Linked DNA regions of Bos taurus: region 1 is linked to region 2. A link is a contact called in public Hi-C data. All regions are on one chromosome and are shown on one strand. The core of a region is the stretch at or near the end of the contact, and the rest is flanking DNA. Distances in the headings are between cores, read along the strand shown.

Region 1 (2,700 bases), core at 100-2,599, 45 kb before region 2:
GTGTGGAATGTGCTGTGATCAGATTCGTGTTTCCAGAAGAGGATTCTGTGGCTGTGGGAAGTAGATAGAAACAGGATACCCAGTGAGGAGAAGGGTGAAGGTAAGTCAGATGAGAGAGAATGGTGGTTTGGTAGCATGGAGCCATTTAGAAGGCACACGTTTATTAGGACAGGATGATTTATTGGATGTGGGAGTGAGGGAGAGGAAGGGGTCTAGGTTCCTTGGAGTGACTGGGTAGGGCTTTCACTGAGCCAGGGACTTGGGGATGAAAGGTGGATTTGGGGAGAGGCAGATAATAAGCTCATGGTTTGACCTGTTGGCCTTTGAGATGCTTGGAGCATTTGAGGGTGGGATGAGGGGGTCTTTTAGGAGGGAGATGTGTGTGAGAATCTGGAGCTTGGGGGAGAAGTCTGAGGAAGGATGGAGAGTTATATGAGAGCGTGTAGAGCTGTGCCCAAGAGAAGACAGCCTCACTGGTAAAAAGTGCAGACTCTAGTTTCAAACTGATGGGTTCAAAACCACTTAATAGCAGTGTGACCTTGAGCAAGTTGCTTAGCATCTCTGAATTTGTTTTCCCTTTTGTCAAAGTAGATATAGCAGAAGTCCATATCTTGTGCGGTGGTTCGAAGATTGAAGTTAATATGCAGAAAGTGCTTAGAATAGGGCCTGGCATCTAGTAAGTATTGCTGTCTCAGTGTTAGCAGTTCTTATTATAATAATCATCAAAGGGGGCGGTGCAAACCCAGCCCATCAGAATCACAGTGGGAAGGGCTTTTAAAACTCTTTGGGCATCTGCTCACCTAAAGTAGCTGCAATTCTGAGCTTTGGTTCGCAGGCTGGAGAGTGCCTAGCCCTCAGCCCTCAGCCCTCATGCCATCCCTGGGATCATGCGTGTTGCTCAGGTGTATCTGACGTTCAGGTGGGCTAGTGTGAGAAGACTAGAGGATGAAGCCCTGGGGAAGAGACGTTGGGAACGGGGGAAGGGGATTCTGAGAAGGGGCGGCCTCAGCGTGTTGGGTCCCCTGTCTCCCCACCTGCCCTGGCCCTGGGCGTCAGATGAGGTGTCTGCCTCTGAGGTCCAGATGTACCCAGACTCTGTCCCCAGTGTTCAGATCTGTGAACAGTCATTTGGCTCCTTGGCAGTGTTTCAGCTACTTCCGGGAACTGTTCTGGTGCAGCTATGGGGGCTGCCCGGGAGCCGCTTGAGAGAAGTGTCCGTGCTCCTCTAGACTTCAACTTGCTTCTGATCCTGCTGCCAGGCCGGCTTCCAGACTTGGCAAATGATAGAGAGCCCTACCAGGGGCCAGCCCTGGCTTAGTGCCAAGGCCTGCTCACCTGATCCTGGTCACAAATGCCAATCTCGCTCCTGAGGCCTTTGTGGGTGCCAGCTGGTGATTCCTAACTTGGGTCCAGTACCAGCCAGGCCCTTTCTGAATAGCTCTCCCGTTGGTCTCCTGGGTGTGCCTGGCAGGCCTGGCTGATGCTGTGTCTGGGGTGGTTCTGGGAGCTCTGCAGGTGACCCTGACGGGTGATTCCGATCACTCTCTTAGGTTGTTTTGGGCACTGGTGGCTCCAGGTGCTGTTCTAGCTCTTCTGGAATCCTGTTTGTGCTTCAGGGTCTTTCCACGGGCAAGGTTCTCTGCCTGCTTTGTCTGTCCTCTGACCCACCTCCAGGCCATTAGGGGCACATCCCCCTCTATCCAGGTGTGGCTCCTGCTCAGCTTAGGTCCAAGCACCAGGCCCAGGGCTCCTGGTGTGGCCCTGGGCGTGGTCATAGTGCAGCTGGCTTGGGGGACCCTCCCCATTCTCTGCCTTGGACTCTGCCCCAGGGTCCCTGAGCAACGGTGGAGCTGACAGCTTCACACCTGGCCCTGTGAGGCCCCAGTGGGCGTCCCCAGACAAATGGGCCTTTGAGTTTGGGACATGGAAGCTGGTTTGTCTGGCCAGACCCACCTGGCAGCCTGTGTGCTGGGAGCAGGGGCCACAGGGAGCTTTATGGAGAAGCCGGTGGGCTGGGGGCAGGAAGGGTGTGACCATCCCGAGGCCCAGGGCTTTGGGCTCTTGGGGGAGGGGGCAATGGAGGTAGGAGAGGATGTGAGCTTCAGGGTCAGCATGAATGGTCCTGGGCTGGCTAGGCCTGTCCTGGTCAGTCAGGATGGGGCTCTGGCCTGAGGATGTCCCCTGTGTTGCAGAGGTGGTCAGTCTCAAGTGAGGCTGATTCCCAGGTGCCAGGTGTGGGGGGTTGGCCTTGGGGGCTCCCTGACCCAGTCCTATGGGTCTGTTTGGGGAGGAGCCAGGGTGGAACTGCTGTGTTGGGCAGAATCCCTGTGTGCGTGGCAGCGTGAGACCGAGGAGAAACCCGTGCAAGGTGCGGCCCGAGTGGAGCGGGCAGCAGGGAGATGGTTGCTGAGCAGTGCGGAGGGGGCTGTGAGAGCTGTGGGCAGGTCAGACCCTTCCCCCACCCAGGAGAGGACCCACTCCAGGTCGGGGCTCAATAATGGTTCCAGAAGGACGGGGCCGGGCCCTGTCACTGTGTGTGTGCCAGTGGAAGAGGCATCCAGGGGCACACCTTCATTTTAGAAATTATAGAGCAGCACAGAGTCAAAAATAAACATTGCTTCTGAAGCTTCTTTGAAGGCTCCATGCATGCTGGCGTGGTTCTCCCCAGGTTGGGCTGTTTTCCGTGAACTCATTCATGTG
Region 2 (2,770 bases), core at 58-2,557:
GGCCAGGCCCCTACTCCTCGCCCTCAGTCCAACAGCAGGGGCCGAGGGGCAAGGACACAGGCGGCAGTCCTTCCTGTGTCCCTTGGTCTGAGCCGTCAGAGGAGGCGCTCCCGTCCACTGGGCGAAGCCCCAGGGAGCAGACCCGGGCCACCTGGTGTCCTGTGCATTCTCTTTGTGGGTTGGGTTTCCTCCACGAGGAGAGGGAGCCTGTCGGGAGGAGGACTGCAGCCTTGGCTCAGATACCAGCCCTGAGCATCATCATATGCACTCCTGAGCTCTGGGGCATTTCAGTTACACCGTTTCGCTGACCGGGCAAATCTGCCTGGGGCGAGTTCAGAAAACGGTCATCAGCAGAGAGAGCCCAGCCTGCCACCGCCTCCCCCTGGGCCCCTCCCCCGCCCTCCCGGTCCCTTGTCCCTTCTCCTTTTACCATTCCATGGTTCCACCAAAAATAATATTTAATGGGAAGGCAGAAATGAGTTTCTAAATATTCCAGGGGGGATTTGCCGTGCTGGTAATTTGTTTGGTGCTGATAATTACATCTTACATTTTTCCAGCTTTACTTAAAACTGTGTGCCGAGTGCGCTGGCATTTAATTACTGCTCTGCGGCAGCCACAAGGTTATTTATTAAAGAGTTATTTTATCTTGATACGGTGGATCCTGCCCCTTATCCCCTCCTTAATGTTGTGTTATTTTCATCAGAGAAATTTCCGCAAGTGAATGCCGATTGCGGGGCTGCCTCCCCCCTGCGATTAGGCTGTCACTCCACTGAATGCCGATGCCTCCAGGCGCCGCACCGCCCTATTATAGGGGGTTGTCAGCTCAAATAATTAGACTTAAAAGTTACAGCTGAAATATAACCCAGAAATGGCAAGGCCCTGTTTTGGAAATTGTCTATAAAATGTCAGCAGTAAGGATGCTCGGGGAACAGTAATAGACCGTCATTGTTGGAGCTCAGGATTAGACCCTAGGTGCGTTTTTTCCCCGGCCCTGGTTTTTCCTTCCCTGCTGTTGCTGCTGTCAGTAGACCCGAGTCCAGGGCGAGTCCTGCCCCTTCTGGAGGCCTCGTGTCAGTGACTGCAGGGAGGCACCAGCCACTCCTGGCGCTTGGGACAGCGGGGTGACCATCCAGAACTCGGGACTCCACAGATACTCAGGGTCCCAGGAAGTGGTCACTTGCCTCTGTTACCCCCACCTTCTCTCTGTAGTCCTAGCCCCTACACCGTGGGGAAGATGAGTCTGCTCTGCGGCAAACCTGTCCAGGCTCTTTGTGTTGGCTGAAGCCCAGCAGGCCTGTGAAGGGACGTGCCCTGCTGGAGCGTGCCGTCCAGGAGTCCCTGGGCTTGAGGCCCTGCCCTGGTGCTAGGGGTGATCCTAAGGCTCACCTCTGACCTCTCACTCATCCTTAGCCCCTGGGGTTCTCCCTTCCACTTGCATCTGGAAGGGGGGAATTTAAAAATAAAAACAAACCCTTCTCAATGTTAGTTCCCCAAGGGCCCTTATTTCCTAATAGTGGCGAGAACACCTTGTCCTCCGGGACTGTTTGAGGTAAAGACCGGTCAGTTTTCTTCACAGCTTAGGTTGAGACCTAAGGTTTATCCACCAATGACCTACTTCCTTCCCCTGGGGCTCTTTGTTCTCATGTCCAGGGACCTGATCGGGTCCCAAGATTCTGCCACTGACCACCGTCAAGCTGGCAGGTGTGTCCCTGACACAGGCTTGAGGCCCATCCTCATGCCAACTGGAGAGTGTTTCTCCCGGCAGCCTCAAGAGACCCAGAAGCTTCTTCATGGAGCCGCCTGGGTCTCTCTTTTCACCCTGTGAGCCAGGGCTCAAAGGGCACTGAGCTTTTCATCCCACGGACCTGCTTCCAGTACGTGTATAAACACGTCCCTGAGTGTCAGCTGTCAGTTCCCGCCTCTTTAACTGGGAGGTGCCGGCATCCACAGCGTGGAAACCCGCAGCCCAGAGGAGGTGCCCGAGAGTGGTTCTCTTCCCCCCAGACCCATTTGGATGCCCATGAACAAGGAGGAGACGGGGAAGCCACTGGCAGAGAGGAGAGGCAAGGACAGAGTTGGTCAGTTAGGACCGCGGAGCCTTTTTGCCTTAGCCAGGCTACAGAGGGGAGAGGCAAGGAGAGAGCTGGTCAGTTAGTGAGCCTCTTTGCTTTAGCCAGGCTACATCTCCACCAGCGGGCATGCCGCGCCTCATGACCTGTGCCCCAGGTTCAGCACCAGAGCCCAGGGAGTGCCTGCACCATGTCCGAGCCTCCCAGCCTTTTGCTGTTTGTGGGGAGTGCTCAAAGGAAGCTCTTTGTCGTGGCTTTCTCCTGCCAGCTGTGCCCCCGGGGTCCACCTGTGCCCCTGCCGCACAGCACTGCTCTGCCACCCAGTGCAGACTCCCGGCTTTAGGACAGATGACAGAAGCCCACTTCTATCAGCTTAACGCCAAACATGGAAACTCTTGTCTTACAAAACTGAAAGTAGAGAAGTAGATTGGCGTCAGGCACGGCTGGATCCAGGTGTTTAAACAGTTCGGTCAGGCATTCTTCTGTCTCTGTCTCTACCTCTGCTCTCCTCAGTAGCTCCTTTGTTCTCAAGCAGGTCCTGTCGAGTATTGTGAAAGGTGGTCCCCAGCCTCCCACCCCCCAGGTTAGAGACCAGAAGTGGAGAGGAAAAGCCACGTGTCTTAATAGTTTTCGCAAAAGGCCAAAGGTTCTACCTCTCGAGCCACATCTGGGTCGCATAGCCCATGAACCAAAAATGGGGG

The links. Hi-C and Micro-C count contacts between places; a contact is called where the count stands out from the background.
Region 1: a Hi-C map of liver shows a contact between it and region 2, with 2.6 times the contacts expected there. The contact joins two enhancer-like sites. A contact is called at or near these places in 2 of 11 Hi-C or Micro-C datasets (liver and skeletal muscle).

What each region holds. Positions count from the first base shown.
Region 1 is chr3:102,492,035-102,494,734 of ARS-UCD2.0, reverse strand. The region is part of intron 1 of PTPRF (protein tyrosine phosphatase receptor type F); the gene reads left to right. Among named protein-coding and RNA genes, the nearest start is that of PTPRF, 4.9 kb to the left of the region's middle. Within about 2 kb of position 1,349, at least 12 of the 102 cell types and tissues checked have an H3K27ac peak or open chromatin away from gene starts, as enhancers often do. A contact at or near this core is called in liver, where this site is marked.
Region 2 is chr3:102,446,483-102,449,252 of ARS-UCD2.0, reverse strand. The region is part of intron 7 of PTPRF (protein tyrosine phosphatase receptor type F); the gene reads left to right. Among named protein-coding and RNA genes, the nearest start is that of PTPRF, 50 kb to the left of the region's middle. Within about 2 kb of position 1,307, at least 2 of the 102 cell types and tissues checked have an H3K27ac peak or open chromatin away from gene starts, as enhancers often do. A contact at or near this core is called in liver, where this site is marked.